3 separate regions of the Mus musculus genome follow, and regions 1 and 3 are each linked to region 2. The links are chromatin contacts, called in public promoter capture Hi-C maps. All regions are on one chromosome and are shown on one strand. The core of a region is the stretch at or near the end of the contact, and the rest is flanking DNA. Distances in the headings are between cores, read along the strand shown. Region 1 holds the start of Aifm3 (apoptosis-inducing factor, mitochondrion-associated 3). Region 2 holds the start of Serpind1 (serine (or cysteine) peptidase inhibitor, clade D, member 1). Region 3 holds the start of Ydjc (YdjC homolog (bacterial)).

Region 1 (2,843 bases), core at 37-2,536, 160 kb before region 2:
CCTGCCCACTCTATGAAGAAACTGAGACAAAGACAGTGGGCACCTATGGCAGAGGCTGTAGGATCTGGCACAGACTCAGGCGAGGATGGACAATCTTCACCAATACTGCCAGTGGGTGGGTCACAGCTCCGCTTTCTCCCCCAAGTCCTACCTCAGACCCAAGAAAGGAAGAAAAGTCTTATGAGTCCCAAGGTAACCGAGCTGATGGGTATCAGGTAAGGAGAGCTGAGCAAGCTGGCAGAGTGAGCCAGCCAGGGCAAGTTGGGTGGGTGGAGCACTCACTGGGCTCTGAAGTCCTCAGTTTCTGCATCCCTGTCATGGCTACAGGTTCTGCTTTCTGGATGTTACGACTAGGGTAGAAGGAATGTGCAGACTGAGGGAGAAACCCAAAGACATGAGTCCCCTGGCAGGGTAGATCCTAAGTACTGTAGTACCTTGGAATGATCCTACCCCTGGCTGGAGTTTCTAGGGCTAGGCAAGATTTCCTATATACATGGAGAAAACAGAAGAGTGGTACATGCCTTTGATCCTAGCACTTGCAAGGCACAGGCAGGAGGATCTGTGTGAGTATGAGACCAGCCTGGTCTACATAGTGAGATCTTGTCTCAAAAGACAAAAACCCAAACAAAAACACAAAACAGGAGATGAGGCCCAGAGAAGCCAAGATGATGTCTGATATGTCACAGGATGATAAGAGTAGGGACCTGTCCATGATACCCTGTCAGTCACCCTAAGAGGGCAGTGTCCAGTTCTATTTTATAGAGAGGGAAATTGAGACTCAAAGAGGTTACACTGTGGCTAAGAACATCCCCCAAAGCCTCTCTTCTCCAGAATGGAGAAGTAGCCCTTAGCTCTGCGCAGCATAAGAGGAACCTTCTAGACTCAACTTTCTAAGAAGGATCAGCTGTTGTCCCCACCACTAACACCCAAAGTCCCAAATAAAAAGGGGGATGCTACAGGAGAGGAGTCCAGGAGAGCTTTCCTAGGTTTTTACCCTTCTTGCCTGCAGTGCATTAGCATTCTGGGCTCCTGCCTAGCCTGACCTACTTTGGAGGTTGGTGAAGTACAGAGGGAGGGGGAGGCTGTCAGAGAAGGGGAGGTACCTGGCTTGGGCTTGGAGAAGCAGCCGCCCATGGTGAACGGTGGCCTGGGATCTGGCCTGGCTGGTGGGAGCACGATGGCAGGCTGTCCAGCTGTCCAAGGTCTAGGATGTGCCCTGCAGGACTGGACCCCCTGTGGCCCTCAGAGACGCTAGAGCTGCCATGCCAGCTAGACAGCTTTAGGACCTGCAGGGGAGATGGGAAATTGGGTCCTAGCACTGATGCAGGTCTGGGTAGAGTCAGAGGCATCTTTGAGGAATCCTGGAAGAGTCTTACATGAGGAGGGCAGATCTTGTTTGTAGGGCATCTGTCTCCCTTTGAGGCTTCTAGGCATAGGAACCTCAGATTCCCCTTACTGCATCCTTTGTTGGAGACCCTCTGTGCTCTAATATCTGCTACTGCCCATAAACCTGCGACTACATAGACCTAGCCCTAGATTCCCCTTTTCTAAATCCCACAAGTCTGGAGACTCTGAGACTCTCCATTTCCCTAGATAAGACCACCACGTCTACAGAAAACCCTGACAACCAGAGTCCCCAGAATCCTTCTTCTTCCACTGAGAGTGACAAGGGTCCCAGCCCAGCCTTGGCCACTGCCCTGACTAGCAACCTCTAGTCACCTACCTCTTTCCATGGGAGTCACTGCTCCTTGCTCCCAGCCCAGCAATGGAGAGAGACTACTGGGCCTTGGTCAGCAGGGCACGGAAGGCCAGTGTCCTGGAGGGTCCAGCCCGCCTTCTAGCATGAGTTGTGGCCAGGAGGGGGCTGTGGGTGTGGGGCTAGGCCAAGCCACTGGTCCCCAGGGAAACCCAGCTCTGTGGGGAAAAAAGCGGGCAGCCAGCCCAGGACTGATGGGGTTGGGGGAAGAGGGAAACCAAGCGCACAGCTCTGCCTCTGCCCCATGCCCAGCAGCCCAGCAGCCATAAGTTTCCCCACCCCTCAGGCGGCTGTGCAGTGCTGAAGAAGATAGAAAGACTGGGGTCCAAGGTCTCACCAAGGTCAAGCAGCAGTTAGGGGCATCTGTGTGGTCTTCCCCACTCCTCACCCTAATAAATCCTAAGATAAGCAAGGCCTTGGGACGTGCTCAGGTCACTCTAAGGCTCCAAACGGGAGAGCAAGACTACCTGGTAAACAGATCACTGTGGCCATTGTGTCCTTGTGGCCATAGGTGGGCCTTCTAGAAGATGTGGACTTTGGAAGGCTCAAGACAAAGGTGTAACTACCCTGTTTACAACTGATCTGTCCAAATTCTACCCAACAGTCGGCTCTGGGTCACCTGGAAATTCTTCCTGAAGCCTGCACTGAACCGTGCTGGGAGTCACTAGGTTAGCCCAGTCCCCATGTCAAGAAGGAAATACAGAATGGGAAAGGACCAGCCACTGCTAGCTTCTGACCTTCGAAGCAAATTACAGGTGAGGAACCCAAGGCCCTTGTCGGGGCAAGAGGAGACAACTCAAGGGATAAAACTCAGTTGCTAACTGCCCCTCTAGCTCCCTTCCTGGGAACCAGAGAACCCTTTCAGAGGTCCTGGTTTCACCCATGTCTCAGCGTTGCCCACCTCTTTCCGGTCTGGTTTCAGCCCTCACCTGTTGGGGCTGAGATCGTACAAACAGACTAGACTGGCTTTTGGATCTGGGGTCCCTCCCTTTCCGGGAGTTTATTCTTGGGGCCTCAGGCTTAGCGGGAGATTTGGTGGGGACCATGCCTTCCACCTATGATGTGCTAAGGCCAGCTTAGAGCCAGG
Region 2 (2,789 bases), core at 101-2,600:
AACTCAGAACACATTCTGGTTTGGTTAGGTTGGGTTGGGTTGGGTTGGTTCTGAAGGGTAAGCATCATATACCCTGTTCCTGAAGGTATGTCCAAAAGCCATAAGCCATAATTTTCATTATTCTCTTCTTAGAGAAAGGAAAAAATGTAGTTATTTTATGCATTGAAAATTAACGATCTGACAGATAAATCTTTCTATATTGCTCATCAGTTTCATTAAAAAAAAATTAAGGCATTTAAAAATACCTGTAAGTTGTGTATGCGTTCAAATTGCTGTCTTTGAATTAAAGTGCTATAATTTTAAGATATTCATCAAAATTTTGTTTTCATGGGAACATCATATAGTGTATTCTTGAGAGTTGCATGGATTGGAGTTGGCCTTTTTGTATATGTGTCATAAAGAACACCATTTCCTACTGTGATCTCTCCAGATCCAAACAGAACAAGCAAGAAGGGAAACCTTTTTATGTTAAAATAACTTCAAACTTACAGAAGAATTGAAAGAATAGAGTAGCAGAGCAGCCACTGTGTTCCCTTTACTGTTGTGTGCGTGTGTGGTGTGATGTGGTGTGTGTGTGTCACGGTGTGGTATGTGTGTGTGTGGTGTGTGTATGTGTGTGGTGTGGTGTGGTGTGTGTGTGTGGTATGGTATGTGGTGTGGTATGATATGTGTGTGGTGTGGTGTGGTATGGTGTGGTATATGTGTGGGGTGTGTTGGTGTGTGTGTCGTGTGGTATGGTGTATGTGCGTGTGTATGTGTGGTGTGTGTGTATGATGTGATGTGGTGCACATGGGGGGGTACATGTATATGTATCAACATATGTACACGTTTTCTGGGCATTTTGAGGTTAGATCTCTTACATTCCTCTAACCTTTAATAGTAATGCTTAGGTGGAAACTTCCTCTAGAACAAGAATATTCTCATTCTTAATCACTAGACAATTATCTAATTTGAAAAGAAATTGATTTTGTGCCCTAGGGTGATAGATACCCAGGGGCTACAAGTGCTGGAATTTCAATCTTGTGCTGCCATGCCCAGTTTCCAGTATAAAGTATCAAAGGTATAATAATCTTGTCTCTTAAAATTCAAATTCCATTTTTGTCAGTTGTACCAATATTAATATTAAACTAAACATTAAACTAAATTTTAAAGAATATTAAACTAAATTTTAAAAATAACATATTCTTTTCTCAATAAAGGAACCAATTGTTTAGCTCTAAGCATTAAAAATAAAAATTTATAATTGGCAAAAAATGTTAGAAACCAAACTTACCTCTGTACCTCTGAGCAGTGGTGTGGCAGAGATGAGACCAGAGAAGGTCAGCAGCAGGTTTCAATGTGAACTTTGGTGCTGGGCTGTTGTGTGTTTTCCAAAGCAAATATGTCCTAACTCAAACACCACTCAAGTAGCTTTGTCAGCAGAACCCTTTCAGCTCACTTTGATCACTTAGGGACAAGCTACTTCCAAACTACAGTTCTGTGTGGCTGCTGTGTGGCTGTTGAGTGTTCCTATCTGTGTCAGCACGTCTGCACCATCTTGTTCAGCACATCTCGCTGAAGTTATGCATACCTGAGGCACTGTTCAGTGTCCTGGGAGCCATGTCTTCCCCTGCTGGGTCTCCGTCTGTGTGAAGGCTGCTACACAATAGATGGAGTTACCTTAAGTTCACGGGAAGCTTTTTCCTCACTGAAAGGGGAAGGGGAAAGTTAAGGTTGGTGACTTAGGAAATGCATAAATTGGTGTAGACCTTTGGAGTTGTTTGTTTGTTTGTTTGTTTTCAAGACGGGTTTCTCAGTGTAGCCCTGGCTGTCACTATGTAGACCAGACTGGCTTTGAACTCACAAGAGATCTGCCTGTCTCTGCCTCCTGAGTGTTGAAATTGAAGGCATGTACCACTATGTCTTGCCCTCAAAAACTTTTAAAATGTTGTTTTTACTGTCATTCCTCAGCATATAGTTACCAAATTAATATATCTTTGGATTATATTGTACTAAGTTGTATCTGTGTGAGAGTGTATATATGTGTCTTTGTGCGTGTGTGTGTCTGAAAGAGAATGTGTGTGTGAGAGAGTGTGTGTGTGTTTGTATGAGAGAGTGTGTGTGCATGTATGTGTGTATAAGTGAGAGAGAGGGAGGGAGAGAATGTGTGTGTGTGTGTGTGTGTGTGTGTGTGTGTGTGTGTGTGTGTGTGTGTGTGTTAACTCCACATACATCTCTACCAGGAGCAGCATCGAGTTGCTCAGAGAGACTCTCCAGTCTATTAGGGACTGCTTTGCAGCTTCAGCCCTAGCAGGCTCTGAGCCCTTGGTACTTAAATGCTGTTTCTCTTTGGTGCATCTTCCTTGCAGAGCAGTATGTGGGTGTCACTTGGATGTCACTTTTCTGTCTTAGGAAACCATATTGAGCACCTTGACTGAAACTATAGTTAGCATTCTCTCCTGTAAAGAAAAAATGCTGGATGTGGTATGTTAGGTACTTTTGCTGTGGTATGTTACAGGAGAAAGGGTTAATAGGACTTAAGTTTGCAGAGGGTTAGAGTCTGTGATGGTAGAGTGAAGGCATGACCACAGGAACTTCAAGAGTTCACATGAACTACAAGCAGGAGGCAAGGGCACACTGGGAGTGGGCCAAGTCTTTTGAAATGTCAAACACCACCCAAAATACACACCTCCTAGTCCTTGACAAACAGTTCCACAGCTAGGGACCAAGTTTTCACACATATGAGCCTCTTATTCAGACACCACAGATGACTCAAACTACTGCTCTGGCAGAGTACTCAGGCTCAATTC
Region 3 (2,700 bases), core at 140-2,639, 180 kb after region 2:
AAGAACAAGAGAACGCATCTGGGCCCTCACCGCAGCCCCCTGCTGGAGGCACACTGGGGTATCCGGGATGTGCCATCAGCTCGGCAGTCAGGGCGTGGCCAGCAGGGATATCTTCCAGGGCCCGCGCCAGTGACCCCAAGACTCGGTGAGCTGACATATGCCGGCCACAAGTGCTCAGGCCCACAAAGGCATCGGTCCACCTGTGAGTGCCAGGATATCAGAGGTGTTGCCTCAAGGACCGGTCGGGATAGGCAGAGGGTGGAGCAGGACAGTAGGTCAACTCCTAACTTTTTTTTTTTTTTTGGTTGAGAAAAACCAACCAAAACTGGGATCTTTGGGGACGTGGCAGGGTTGGATGTAGTTGGGAAGGCTGATGCTCACCGCAGGCCGTGGCGAGAGAAGGGGCCAATTGCGGCCCGGGCATCGCGCTCCACCGTGCAGGCGAAGGCGCGCGCTGGCGCTTCGAGCCACGCGCAGCTGCCCACGCCACGTTCTGCCGGCAGCCGTGTGAAGCGGACCCCGTACGCCTGCAGCGCCTCGGCGAACACCTGACACACGCCTGCTTGGAGGGGTGGGCGCAGAGGGGAGTCTCCATCGACCTCCCATCAACCCAGGAAAGAAGCCCCACCCCCCGCCCTGGGAGTATCAAGCCGCGTACCTGGAAGCACATGCACGTGCTGGTGACCGTCCACGTGCGTGGGGGACCTGCCCAGCAACTCCCGGAAGCGGCTGAGTTGAGCTTCTAGTTCCTCCCGCACCTGAAGGGAGGGGCACAGATACTATGAGCTTCGGGAAGCAGCCACAAAACTAGGAGCTCCGTCTGGTGCCACGATGCGACTGCTCCAGCCTTTGAACTAGAGAGTATACCCAGCATCCGCTTTTGACCCAACGACTTCCATGATACCCTCTGGGCTGAGATTTGAAGATCAAGATGAGTATTCCCCTGCAGCCACGTCTCCGCACCTGGGGCAAAGCAACGTCTCCAGCCGCTAAAGCCTCCCGAAATCCCATCTTGCCGAGAAAGAAGCCTTCGGGGCTGAGGAGCGACGAGGCGTTGTGGCGGGCCGGGCCCACCGGACGGCCCTCAGACAGGTTGGCGTGAAGACCCGTGGGAATGCTGTGCCTACGGGCAGAGCGCGAGAGCGATCACCGGCTGCCACCAAGTGGGAGCCCCTAAACCAGCCGGGTCCTGTAGGGGACCGCCCTCACCTGCGGGCCAGCTCGGCCGCACTCTCTGCGGCTGTGCCGTTAACCAGCAGTGACACGCTGGTCACAGTTCCTGCCAGGAAGGCCTCTACGATGCCCTCATCGCGCCGCGGGCAATAACCAAAGTCATCAGCGGTGACAACCAGCCGCACGCGGGGAAAAGCCATGGCTGCCAAACCCTGGCTGGAGAGCAGAGGGAATAGGTTGGAGCATCCAGACCCCGCCCTCGAACGCTGCCGAGGCCCCACCCCGACGCACACGCCTAAATGCGGCTGCAAGCCGCCATTGTTCTCGCCACCTAGAGGTCTCTGAATGTCCTGCTAACGCTCTGCAAATTTTATTTTTTTGTTCGTGTGTGTGTGTGTGTGTGTGTGTGTGTGTGTGTGTTTATGTATATATACATATGTATGTATATACGTGTATACACGTGTGTGTGTATATATAGTATATATATACATACATAAATACACACACACACATATATGTGTTTATACTTATGTATATATACATGTATATATACATATGTATGTATATACGTGTATACACGTGTGTGTGTATATATAGTATATATATATACATACATAAATACACACACATATATATGTGTGTTTATACTTATGTATATATACATGTATATATACATATGTATGTATATATGTGTATACACGTGTGTGTATATATATAGTATATATAAACACACACATATATATGTATATACGTGTATACACGTGTATATATATATATATGTATATATATATACATACATAAATACACACACGCATATGTGTGTGTGTGTGCGCGTGTGTGCATGCGCGCCTGGTTTTGATCCACAATGTGAACGCATACTGGTAACCGAACTTCAGTCCTTTGCAAGAACTGTAAGCTTTCCTAACCACTGAGTTCTCTAGCTCATTTTTTTATTTTTGAACTGTAATTTTTTTTAATGTCGAAAAGGAGAAATATATTCAAGAGAAATTCCCCTTGCTCTTCTCAGTGTTTATCATTACTAAGTTTCTGGGCAGTATATTGTCCTTCCATTATTTTCTCTGAGAAAAAAACCAGCCACCTACCTTTCTCCATCACTCAATGATGATGCCAAGTTATTTCATTCTTGTAATGCTGCTCTTCTTTGTTTCAGTCTGTTCCTCACTGATTCTCCCAAGGGGAGGCTTTTTCTTAGCAAAAGCTCTAAACAACAAGAAAACTGGCAGATTTACTCAAGAAAGCACTAGTTCACTTTCACCTTGAGCTTAAGGCAATGCTTACATCCGTCACCTCACTTTTGGACTTTGTCCAGTAAGCTTCCTTATCCATGACTTACCTATAATCACCATGGTGACATGGTAATGTGGCTGTCTTGATACTGTTTTGAAACAGTCTTATGTATACCAGGCTGACCTCACTATTCATTCAGCTGAGGCTAGCCTTGAACGTCTGATCCTAGAGCTTCCACCTGTCCAGTGCTGGAGCTACAGGTATGTGCTACCACGCCTG

The links. Capture Hi-C pulls out chosen DNA fragments and counts their contacts.
Region 1: a promoter capture Hi-C map of adipose tissue shows a contact between it and region 2. The contact joins the promoter of Aifm3 here to the promoter of Serpind1 in region 2. A contact is called at or near these places in 8 of 39 promoter capture datasets (the C10 cell line, the HPC-7 cell line, embryonic stem cells and 4 more), 1 of 115 datasets of contacts at active chromatin or transcription factors (embryonic stem cells) and 3 of 9 other capture datasets (adipose tissue, liver and pancreatic islet).
Region 3: a promoter capture Hi-C map of adipose tissue shows a contact between it and region 2. The contact joins the promoter of Ydjc here to the promoter of Serpind1 in region 2. A contact is called at or near these places in 9 of 39 promoter capture datasets (the C10 cell line, the HPC-7 cell line, cranial neural crest and 5 more), 2 of 115 datasets of contacts at active chromatin or transcription factors (the 230-238 cell line and embryonic stem cells) and 2 of 9 other capture datasets (adipose tissue and liver).

The regions. Positions count from the first base shown.
Region 1 is chr16:17,490,364-17,493,206 of GRCm38.p6, reverse strand. Aifm3 (apoptosis-inducing factor, mitochondrion-associated 3) reads right to left here and starts at 1,286. Exons shown (of 20, transcript NM_001291070.1): 1 at 1,104-1,286. The coding sequence starts at 1,134.
Region 2 is chr16:17,329,932-17,332,720 of GRCm38.p6, reverse strand. Serpind1 (serine (or cysteine) peptidase inhibitor, clade D, member 1) reads right to left here and starts at 1,350. Exons shown (of 5, transcript NM_008223.4): 1 at 1,274-1,350. All of the region lies in intron 19 of Pi4ka (phosphatidylinositol 4-kinase alpha), which reads left to right.
Region 3 is chr16:17,145,656-17,148,355 of GRCm38.p6, reverse strand. It overlaps Ydjc (YdjC homolog (bacterial)), which reads right to left and starts at 1,389. Exons shown (of 5, transcript NM_026940.4): 1 at 1,210-1,389; 2 at 964-1,123; 3 at 659-758; 4 at 382-559; 5 at 1-200. The coding sequence starts at 1,373. It overlaps LOC115488656 (a long non-coding RNA gene), which reads right to left. Exons shown (of 3, transcript XR_003951945.1): 3 at 2,332-2,394. It also overlaps a transcript of Ccdc116 not described here.